Regions from separate parts of the Mus musculus genome. Here region 2 is linked to region 1. Evidence: chromatin contacts called from public HiChIP or PLAC-seq data. All regions are on one chromosome and are shown on one strand. Each heading gives the region's core, a stretch centred on a gene start, on an enhancer-like site or on the middle of the called end of the contact. The rest is flanking DNA. Distances are from core to core; before and after follow the strand shown. Region 1 holds the start of Atp2b4 (ATPase, Ca++ transporting, plasma membrane 4). Region 2 overlaps Gm31515 (a long non-coding RNA gene).

The links. HiChIP or PLAC-seq counts read pairs in DNA pulled down with a chosen protein or histone mark.
Region 2: a contact with region 1 is called in an H3K4me3 HiChIP or PLAC-seq map of fetal liver, with 5 times the contacts expected there. The contact joins the enhancer-like site here to the promoter of Atp2b4 in region 1. A contact is called at or near these places in 10 of 15 datasets of contacts at CTCF or cohesin (CD8 T cells, the G1E-ER4 cell line, the NIH/3T3 cell line and 6 more), 299 of 484 Hi-C or Micro-C datasets (the 4T1 cell line, the 63-12 cell line, 8-cell embryo and 142 more), 70 of 115 datasets of contacts at active chromatin or transcription factors (the 230-238 cell line, CD4 T cells, CD4 single positive thymocytes and 45 more) and 7 of 9 other capture datasets (adipose tissue, embryonic stem cells, embryonic tail and 4 more).

Annotation. Positions count from the first base shown.
Region 1 is chr1:133,752,428-133,755,122 of GRCm38.p6, forward strand. Atp2b4 (ATPase, Ca++ transporting, plasma membrane 4) reads right to left here and starts at 1,320. Exons shown (of 20, transcript NM_213616.4): 1 at 662-1,320. The coding sequence starts at 854.
Region 2 is chr1:133,886,539-133,889,233 of GRCm38.p6, forward strand. The region is part of intron 2 of Gm31515 (a long non-coding RNA gene); the gene reads left to right. Among named protein-coding and RNA genes, the nearest start is that of Optc, 19 kb to the right of the region's middle. Within about 2 kb of position 1,348, at least 92 of the 459 cell types and tissues checked have an H3K27ac peak or open chromatin away from gene starts, as enhancers often do. A contact at or near this core is called in the CH12 cell line, DN3 thymocytes, the G1E-ER4 cell line and 25 more, where this site is marked.

The DNA of each region.
Region 1 (2,695 bases), core at 70-2,569:
GAGCTCAAGTCCACTCTGGGCAATGTACTGAGAATCTGTCTTAAATTAAAAAGCAAAACAGTGGGCTGAGGCTACAGATTAATGTCGGGGCGCTGTACAAAGCCCTGGGTTTGGACCCTACATGGTGGGGAAAAATTTTTATTAGACAGGGTTAAAAAAAATCAGAAACTCCAAGACAGAAAATATTAATTTATCCAAATACATATTTATGATATGCCAACCCATTTCTGTGTACAGTAAGGTACTCAGATGGCTGGAATACTACTTCCTGTCGTCTTTTCTCATCCATTGAGCTTTAAGATCAGTGTGAGGAAGATGTCCATCTTAAGCTCTTCTGTAATCAAAATCTAATTAAGTGAGGACATTGACTATACTGATAAGTGCATCTACATAATAAATAAGGACCCTCCATACGATGGACCGACACAGAAGTAGGAGGAGAGAATGACTCAGAGATCACAGTTCCTAAACGTGGTAGAGGAGGAAAGCTCTTCATGCCCTCCCTCAGTGGCCACCTCGGCTTTAGAGGTCTGTGCTCTCCCCACCAGACCAGACACAACTTATTGGATCTCCAGAACCGGACTTTCCCTAGAAGCTAGACAAAAATATTTCAAAATCCTACTCACTGCCCCCAATCCCCAACCCTTGAAATGGCCTTTACCTTCTATAGGGGAGGTTTTCAGTCTAGTGCAGATTTCCTGTACCCCTCCGTAGTGGGCACTGATCTGGGCCACTGCATCAGCTCCACGAAGCTCCATGAGCTTTCGCAGGTCCATTAAGGTGCAGCCAAACTCCCCTTCATGGCTCTCAGCCACTGTGTTGGCTGACACGCTTTGTCCTGGTGGATTCGTCATTTTGCCTTCTTCAGTTACCAGACTCTCAACCAGAGAAGATGTAGAGTTTCCCCTCTAACTGATCAGTGTCTCTTGCCTTCTATTCGCCGTTTCTTCCCACTTCTTTCTTCTCTGGGAGGTCAGTTAGGGGATAAATTGACAATATCTCGTGCAATAAGTTTCAGAGTAGCAACACCCGGCCTAGATCCTTGCTTCTGTATTAAGTCTACTAGTGAGAAGAGGAAGAGGTTGGGGGAACTTAGTAAAAGATGGACGTGGTGTCACGATGATTGGTGTCCTCTGGGTGGAGATGGGAATGGTTGTCCAGAGTAGGTAGGTTCCTAGTTTAGACTTCTTGTCCATATAGAAGTGTAAACAGGATAAGCATGTTACCATGGAAGCAACCTTAGCAACAATCAGCAATTACGATGGTAGGCTGGCGTCAGGAAAAAGAGGAGGGCTCCCTGGATAACGATGAGGGCTAGGCCTCTGGAATAGAGATGCAAAAAAAAGACAAAAAGGAACAATTAGAACAGCCATGAGGATCCAGGATCTGCAAGGTACTCTCGAGAAGAAGGGTTTAAATGACAGTTGGTGGCTGAACGGAACTGAGAACTGAGGCCTGAGCTCAGTATCCAGGCTCATGGGAAGCCCTGGGTAGGCCTGCTGGCTGGGAATGTAGAGGATTTATCTCAGAAACATCATCTTTAAGCCTTATTTCTTCCAAATCAAGGCACACAAAATAACTCAAGGAACTCGCATATAAAAGGTTATAACCTCTAATGCTCCTCCCCTTCATGGGCTGACTGACCTATAGGATACATTAGTCTGGCCTTACCTGTAAGATGTGAGAAGAATCAGAAAAGGAATCTAGACCCAAGGGGGCTGAAACATGGCTTGCTTGTGCACCTTCTACTCCCAACACAGACATTTACAATCCAGAAAGACAGGCTGATAAAAGGTCTCTTAGAACACTCAGCCTTCAGTGGTATGAAAATTTGGAAACCTACAGCAGTTATCTGGCACCAAATTTTGGTCTCAAGGCTAAGCCCTCGCAGAGGCTTTTCCTGGTAAGAAAAGAGTGAAACACGCTAACAGTTTATGACACAGGGTGGATTCAGTTTTTCTATAAGGGCCAGGTGGAGCTCTGGGAAGAAAGATAGTGAGTGTTCAAGTTTTTCCAGTGTAGGAGAGATAAGAGAACAGTCTGTTCAGCCCATAGACAGGTCCCAACACTGTCCTCAGGGTAAGGGAGCAACCAGAGGGGCTCATGTTAGCATAGTGACACATCAGAGAAAGGTAGGCATTTTTCCCTCAGCAAGATAGACGTTAGCTGGAGCACATACTGGCTAGGGTGTGCAGGCACAGCTAAGGGTATGTGGGGATGAGAGGGGCTGAAGGTGGCTTAGAGACTGAGCTGAGCCCTATGCTCAGCTGCAGACAAGGGCTGGCTACATGTTATATATCAGCTCCTCCGATAGGAGAGGCTCAAGTATGTAGGGCCCCATTCTGGTGAAATAACCACCCTGCAATTGGTCGATGCTGCCAGGGTCTGGCAAGGCACTCCAATTGGCTAGGTAATAAACAAATGCTTTTTTTTTTTTTTTTTTTTTTTTTTTTTTTTTTTTTTTTTGCTTCTAGAAGGTGAATACAACTCTTGAGTCATCAGAGAAGAACTTGGCTCTTTTTATCAATTTATTTTCTCCAGAAATCCCATCTGGCCAAAGCTCCTGACTGATTTCAACCAATCCTGTTTCAGGCAGGTTCCTCTGGAATGGAGGTTATCCCACTTCTGCCCCTCAGCCAGCATGTTCCATCCACCTCCCCAATACCCCGACTTACAACAAGTTAAGCAAGCAGGG
Region 2 (2,695 bases), core at 98-2,597, 130 kb after region 1:
ACACCCTGCTGGGCTCTCTGGTTGCACAACCCTGGGTCAGGAGTGCCATCCTGTTTCAGAGCACTCTGCCCTGGGTTCTCTTCCCTTCAGGATACCATCTCTCATCTCTCCGCCCACACGGACTAGCTGCTCCCCTGGGTGCTGCTGCTGCCGTGAGAGCCTCTGTCGCCTCAGTTACCACATTGTATCTTAATGGTTTATTCATGCCTCTGTGGCACATCCCTCCCCTTGTGTCTCATATCCTCAGCTCCAGGATTCCCGGCACAGAATGACTCCCAAGTCCTGAACGAACGTGAAAGGCTAAGAATGAGGAAAGGATTTGGAGTGACAGGTTGGGGGGACACCAATATTCATAAATAAGGACCACGCAGGTGGGTCGGAGGGGCAACTTGGAGATGAGCTAGAAGATAGCATCAGATTCAGGCACTGGGGTCCGGGCATGGAGGGGGGGCATGAACACCCTCCCCAGTCTTCCCGTCAGCACCTTCTCAAAGCGAAGAAAATAAACCTGTTTTCCTTATGACAACCTTGGTCTGATGATAAACCTTCCCAGCTTCCCAGGAGGTGGCAGAGACTCTGATTGGTGGGAAGAAGGCTGGAGGAGGAAAAGCAAAAAGAGAGGAGAGAGATGGGAGGGAGGGGGAGCGAGGGAACTCGCCTGCTTGTTCTGTATGCTGATTACTGACGTGGGAAAGGCGCGCAGCAGGTTCTGCTGGGAGGCATTTATTGCGCATGAGAAAGCAGGCTGCCTGTTAAAAAACTATCTCCAGGCCGGAGGGGAGAAGAGGAAGCCGCAGGGGCCCCACAGGGCAGAGGACTGCTCTTGCCCTGGAGCTGTAGGGTGGGAAGGAGAGAGGGACTGGAACCTTGGTTCCTCTGGGTACCACAGTCACTGGGTGGGAAAGGGGTTCTTCTGTATTTTGAGGCTACTTCATCCATGGCCCCCACAGACTGCTTCCTTGGGGAGGTGTTTGTGTGGGCACTTGTCCCTTCCTTTACTTTCCTGTGCCTTATCCTGGCACCTGAACAGAAGCTTCTGGGGGTGGCTGAGAGTCCCTGGCCCCAGTGGATGTCCCTTTGAGGTAGCTGGACCTGAGCCATACAGCCTTCACCCCTGGGAAGTCCAGGCTAACCTCCTCCTTTCTCTTCCCTATTCTGTGGTGCTGGAGACAGAACTGGGGCCACAGCCCGTGCTAGGCTACGCTTGGTCACTGAGTTAATGAATCTCCCAGCAACATGGTTACTGTTACTGTTGCGTGCTACCTTAACAATTGCAAGATGAGAGAGGCATACCTCAGGGTGTGTCTGCGAGGGCGGTTCCAGAGACAGTTAGATAGGGATGCTTCTGAGCTAATCACTGGTTTATTCCTCCAATCAGATTGTTAGAGTTTGCATAGACAGTTAGGAGGGGTGGCACTATGGAGAGTGAATCTGCTGGGAGGAAGTATGTCACTGGGGATGCAGCTTTGAAGAGCTATATCTTGACTCTGACCCTTCCTGTCTGTCTGTCTGTCTGTCTGTCTGTCTCTGCTTTCTGGCTGCCTTGTGGTGAGCAGCCTCCTCCACACATGGTCACTGCCATTCTGCCCCACTTCAGGCAATGGATGTAGCTGACCTTAGACTAAAACTCCTGATAAATCTCCCCTCCCTTAGGTTGTTCATGTCTAGTGCTTTGTCACAGGGACAGAAAGTCCAACACACTTGTCTTTGGGGAGATTTCGCCAGCTTGCTCTGAGGATCAGTAGTTTGGTCTCTCTGCCTATTATCTCAAGTCTTTGAACACTCTCCCTGATAGGGGTAGCTCAGGCATTAAGAGCCATCAGAATATGCAAATTCAGTTCATAGCATCCATATCAGGTGGTTTACAACTGCCTGTAACTCCAGTTCCAGGGGACCTGATATCCTCTGATTTCTGTGGGCACCTGCATACACACGGTGCACATAAACTTGTGCAAACACACATGTTTACACATCCATTAAACATGAATAAATAAATCTTAAAAAGTAGAAAGCAGTCTGGGCGCTGAGGCGCAGACTGTCTGGACTTCATTCTGCCCCTGGGTGGAGTAGGGAGAGAGGACAAAGGACCTGTGTGAGCCACCGAGCAGTTCAGCATGGAGCAGGGATAGTGGCAGGGCCTCTCCTGCTGCTGTGGCCCTGGAGAGCAAACCTCCCTGTTGCACATTTCCAAAAGATTAAAACCCTGAAGTCAGGGAACATCCCAATGGTGTCTTCTCAAGGCAGAGACCAAGGGAAGATTGTGTAGCCTCAAGCCCATTAAGCACCCTTAAACTATTCTTTACTACCCCCTCCTCAAGGTCCTTCCCCCTGTGGAAGCTGCTGGCTTCGCTCTTCTTCAGCTACCCCCACGAGCATCCCCAAGGGGATCCTGTCCTTGTTAGCTCCCCACTTCTACCCATCAGCCTGGGAGCAACAGAAAGGGACATAGTCTTCCTTTCTTAAAAGGTTGCTTGCTCTGGTCACTGTCACTCTCTGGTTTGTCACCCTCTTTCCTCTGTGCTTATGTTTCTAGCATGACTAACAGGAACAGACAGAGCGGAGGGCATTTGAGTCTCAGAGAAGCACCCACCAGGCCACACCACTCTATAAGCTCTTCCTACTCCGGGCTGTGCTGCTTCTCAGACCCCACCTCCAGCCAGTTATGGTTATGCATACTGCTGACCTCTCCTTTCCT